2 separate regions of the Danio rerio genome follow, and region 1 is linked to region 2. A link is a contact called in public Hi-C data. All regions are on one chromosome and are shown on one strand. Each heading gives the region's core, a stretch centred on a gene start, on an enhancer-like site or on the middle of the called end of the contact. The rest is flanking DNA. Distances are from core to core; before and after follow the strand shown. Region 1 holds the start of cstf1 (cleavage stimulation factor, 3' pre-RNA, subunit 1). Region 2 holds the start of phf2 (PHD finger protein 2).

Region 1 (2,856 bases), core at 237-2,736, 130 kb after region 2:
AATATAGACGTGCGGTGAGGTCTCTGAAGAAACTGAAACCGCTCACACTTTTAGACGGGCTCGAAAAACAACAACAGGACATGGCAGATTTTGTTCTTCTTGGCTTTGTGGCCGTTCATCAAGACGACAACAAGGTTTGTTTAAGCTTGGATTGACCATGATTCGTTATTATGTGTATTTATTAGTACGGTGCAATGTCTTGGCTGTGTTTTTAAAAATGGTGGTTCCTTTGTTTTCATTCTCCTGGCTTGTGCACAAGCATCTCTGTAAACCAATAGCATTCAGCTGTGTGTCTAGCTCAGGGGTGGGCAATCTCGGTCCTGGAGGGCCGGTGTCCTGCACAGTTTAGCTCCAACCCTATTCAAACAGACCTCCCTATAGAGTTCAAGTGATCTTGAAGACACTGATTAGTTTGTTCAGGTTTGTTTGACTAGTGTTGGAACAAAACTCTGCAGGGAGACCATGACTTTTACAGACCCTTGTGGGTTTTTCAAAAACTTTTCCAAGCCTGGAAAGTGCATTGTCGAAATTTCATGACTTTGCAGGTTTTTCATGACCGTATGAACCCTGTGCAATATTGAGAGAAATTGATTGTGCTCACGCCTTTACACATTGTAAACTGATCTATATATGTATGTTTATATGCTTTTCATGTAAGGAAATATGTGACCAGTCAACTATTCATTTAAGTTCTGATATGTTATTGTATTTTTTGTTTGTCATTATTTATTATTTGTATTTTTCTTTTTCTTCCTTAAAAAATAGATATAAAAATAAAGTATTGAAAAAAGAATTTGCAAAGAACACTTGTCTGAAATTCTATTTATTAATGAGAAAATCTAAATGTGGGAATATAACACCAACTTTAGCCCAATGGACTAAAAGTGTGAGAAGGTTTATTTGTGCGTGCTGGAGTCTCACCTATCTTGGCGAGCTGCATGAGCTGCTCTGATGGAGAAACCACATTCTGCGGCTTGACTTCACTGATGAGGCTGTTGGCGATGTTGGTGTATCCGTCATACAGCAGTTGACTGATGATCAGCTTGTACAGATGCTGTCTGTCCTTCAGTGTGGGTTTGGGTCGAAACATCTTGACTGCTTGATGCCTGCACTTTAGAGGAGGAAGATAAAACGCCTTGTTAGCAGATAGTTTTGTGTTTTCGAGCTGCCTAACAAGACAACACGCTTGGTGGCGGTTTTAAAAAGCTGTTTAAGTATGAAACTTAAGGTAACGTTACATGGATTCAAAACACAGCCATTGTTGTGTACGTTAAATCTTTATAGCTAACGTTATAAAACAGCTTGTATTACATGCGACGTATAAAATGTATCCAGTGTCTGCTTTTGCGTTAAGTAAGAATTAAGGTTTGAAGTGAGCAATAAATACGATACAAAGTGAGTATCATTCATTTAAAGTTGCACAAAATCGACGACTTACCACTTCAAGGGATGTGCGCACACGTTCTGTGCGTCTTACGTCAAGACGTACACGTAAACCCGTTAAATTAAAAGTCTCTAAATGTGTCAAAATAAAAGCTCGACTAAAGGTTTTCATTGAATTTTGGTAAATGCTCTCTTTGTAACTGACAATATATTAATATAAAAACATAATGCGAATAAAATTTTCATTTTAATATAGCCTACCTGATCTGCAGATATGCTTATCAATTATTAAGTTGATATACTTTGAATTAACGGACACACGTTAGTGACGGCATTTTGTATCATTTAAGGGCAAAGGAGACAGAACTTGTGTGAAAATAAACACATTTTCAAGATTTCTTGACAAACATTTACACTTTTCATATTGTTCTTGTTTATACATCAATTAGTTGATTCCCAAATATTAAAGAAAACGTGAACTTATCACTATATGACATATCACTATATTATAATATTATCAAATAGTATTTTTCTGATTTGATGTAAATTTTTATTGACTTTTACTATTTGATTTGTCCTTGATCAAAAATGAGGAAAAAAACAGCCAATTATCTGTTCATGATGGATATCCCGAACCCAAAAACCTTTTATAAAATGCTTACTTATCCACATATATCATTTTGCTCAAATATTTAGGGAAAATGTAATATATTTTTTTTTGTTATTATTTTATTTCCTCAAACATACATTAAAAATGCAAACATTCTTGTTCTTATCAACAACTTATAATATTTGTAAGTTTTGAAATTTGTTCACTATTTAAATTGTACTTATTTATGAAATTCTTGGGCAAATATTATGAGCTTTAAAAGTAAAACAAATTGAATGTTGTCTTTTCCTCATCATTTTTATAATCAAAAAATATTATAAATTATTATTATTACCATTTGGGGCGACATGATGGCTCAGTAGTTAATACTGTCGCCTCACAGTGAGGTCAATTTTCGTTTTTGTGTTTGCATGTTCTTTCAGTGTTGGTGTGGGTTTCCTCTGGGTTCTCCGGTTTCCCTCACAGTCCAAAGACATGCGCTATAGGTAAATTAAATAAACTAAATTGTGTGTATGTGTGGAAATGAGTGTGTATGGATGTTTCCCAGTACTGCGTGGCAGCTGGAAGGGAATCCGCTGAGTAAAACGTATGCTGGAATAATTGGCGGTCTATTCTGCTGTGGCAACCCCTAATAAATAAAGGGACTAAGCTGACGGAAAATGAATGAATTATTACCATTTGAACACCAATAAGGTAGAGAGCAAATCGTCTGTTTAAGCTGGACATCCAGAACACAGAGACCGCAACAATTATATTCCTTCCTCCGAAAACAAACAGCACAAGCATCGTGTTCATTTTTAAATCTCATTTTTTGTCTCTTTAATGTATTTACAAGTTTTACACGTCCTCTGCAGGTCTTCATT
Region 2 (2,700 bases), core at 9-2,508:
GCGTTTCTGGCGCTAATTTCGCTCGCGCTCCGAAAACAAAACAATCAGCGGGGGGGAATTTCAGATCAAACCCACAAATAACAGATCGACTCCCATTATTGGATCGGGTTGAACTCATTTGCTACGACTACGCGCTGCTGTCAGCGATGCTTCGCAGCACACACATACACACAGGGCGAATAAATCTGAACTTACTGGTTTTGACCATGATGATGAATACGGTCTGTGATAATGGCTAGATGTCATACAGGTTTTAAAAAAATGTGCAGAGGGACTCTGAAATCTGCAACGTCTGGCTCATATTCAGCCTATTATTCATCTAGCAGACACCAGAACGGACAGAGACAGTTTTAACACATTTCAAAGCCAGTTTTAGCACTGATACGGAACGAATAGGGCGCATAAAGGAACGTAAAATGTGTAAAAGAAAAGCCACTCGGGTTCGCAGACACCCACTCGGCTCTCTACTACGACAGCGTCCAGTCTGAGACGCGACCGAAGCGCGCGATGCACGCATATCGAGCTCACATCGCACAAAAAAACATCGAAATGTCTTTACGAATTAGCAAATCTTTTTGTAGCGTTCACAAAAATGTGTCAACCGAGCCAGCTAAATATAACTCCGCCTTCTTCTTCAAGCGGCCCTCGCTCTTCGGAGCAATACAAAATGTGCGCACGCGAGCAAAACGCTTCCATCCAAACCCACACTTAAATAGTTGAACGAAATAATGCGGTTACCTGCCGTGAAACCAGTCTTTGCAGGCGTCGCATTCGATCATAAACTGGGTTACGTCGTAAGGTAATCTGCAGATGCAATACACGGGTACAGTCGCCATGTTAGATCAATTCACAACAACAGCCGGAGAGATGGATGGGGGCAGCAGGAACCTCCCGTAACACAAACTACAGCGATACGAAGAGCCGCGGAGCTGCTCCTGCGTCCATTCGACCGTTCCTCAGATCCGACGTTACAACGTTGCGATGTTAAAATGTTTCCCGCGCTGCATTGACGTGTTCATGCCCCCTGGTGACTATACGAGCTCCGAGACTCTCGTGAAGCCCAAGAAAATGCATCCTTTCATTGTAATATTGTTACGTCAGTCTACAAGACGGGAAAAATCGCCTCGGTCATGCTGGTCCAGATGAATGGAGCTCATTAAACGCTGCGGCTGCTTCTTAGGGTTTCCCGGGACGAGAGAAAGACGAAAATCCACCGGCAGGATCTCCAGCCGACCGTCGAAGCAGCTGCAGCAGAGTCTGTGACACGTTAATAAGGGCTCATGCGGTTATAAGGCATACGAGCGATAGGATTAAAAGCACCGAGGGCTACTTCAAAACTGGACGAGCTCTGTATTTTTAACTATAGATATATTGCAAACTAAAAGCAAAAGTGACAGAACTTATCCTGTGAAAAACTTTTAGTGCAAATATTTATTTATTTATTTTTTGAAGAAATGACATATATATATATATATATATATATATATATATATATATATATATATATATATATATATATATATATATATATATATATATTAGTAATTATTAACTAATATTAAGGAACTATTTATAAGTAATATATATATATATATATATATATATATATATATATATATATATATATATATATGAAAAACGTTTAGTGCATACTGTATAATTATTTTTTTATAGAATAAATGACTTAAGCAATATATATATATATATATATATATATATATATATATATATATATATATATATATATATATATATATATATAAAGTAATTATTAACTATTATTAAGGAATTATTAACAAGTAATACATATAGACCACTTTGAGGAATGTAAACAATGACCCTAATGTATTTCCTGTTTACATTTTTCATTTCCATAGCTTCCAAGAATCCAAAAATAGCCACATATTGATAACTACTGCTATGGTAGTTGTTTTAACATGAAAAATGATTGCATTGCCTCTTGTTACAATTATGATATAGTATGAGAACAAGCAGGAAATGTTCGATGGCAGAGAAGATTACGACATTAAAATGGACTATAAATAGCTTATACACACACAAGAGAGAAATTACATCAGTTGCAATTATTAATAAACATATATAGATATTAAACAGAAGCTCTGAGACAAGGTAAAGCTATATAACTGCAAATGAATAGTAGATTTGGGCAATGTACCAATTACACAGTTTTGGTATTTTCCATCAGATATCACAATGATAAAGCCTTAATTTTGTTAAAGATTACCAGTTAAACAAATAGTTTGTCATATCAATACTGTATTCAATATATTCCTACTACTAATATAAAAATACTTTTTATAATATTGTATATGCCCATAAAATCATCTTAGACTTGACACAAATTTGTAAATAAAATCAATTTTATACGTTGTGCTCACAGCATGACTGCAATTAAATAATAATGCAAGTTTCTATTAGGATTTCCATATTTAATTTGGAGCATATTCACAATTATTACACTTTGAAAATTTCATTTTTATACAACAAAAAAATTGGTAAAATTGTATAATTCAGAATAAAATAGGCCGGAAATCTGACCATCAAAATTAATGTACACATACAGTGCTCAGCATATATAAGTACACCCCTTACAGCTCTCTTTTAAATTCATATTTTTAATAGGAAGTTATGCAATATTATATCAGTGCATACACATTAGATTAGTCAGTACTGAAGCCA

What was found. A called contact is a pair of places that touch in the nucleus more often than the background predicts.
Region 1: a Hi-C map of an unstated tissue shows a contact between it and region 2, with 2.1 times the contacts expected there. The contact joins the promoter of cstf1 here to the promoter of phf2 in region 2.

The regions. Positions count from the first base shown.
Region 1 is chr11:29,933,547-29,936,402 of GRCz12tu, forward strand. cstf1 (cleavage stimulation factor, 3' pre-RNA, subunit 1) reads right to left here and starts at 1,487. Exons shown (of 6, transcript NM_001328559.1): 1 at 1,439-1,487; 2 at 922-1,111. The coding sequence starts at 1,090. eif4g3a (eukaryotic translation initiation factor 4 gamma, 3a) reads right to left here. Exons shown (of 34, transcript XM_689398.10): 34 at 2,788-2,856.
Region 2 is chr11:29,799,257-29,801,956 of GRCz12tu, forward strand. phf2 (PHD finger protein 2) reads right to left here and starts at 1,259. Exons shown (of 22, transcript NM_001202418.1): 1 at 739-1,259. The coding sequence starts at 836.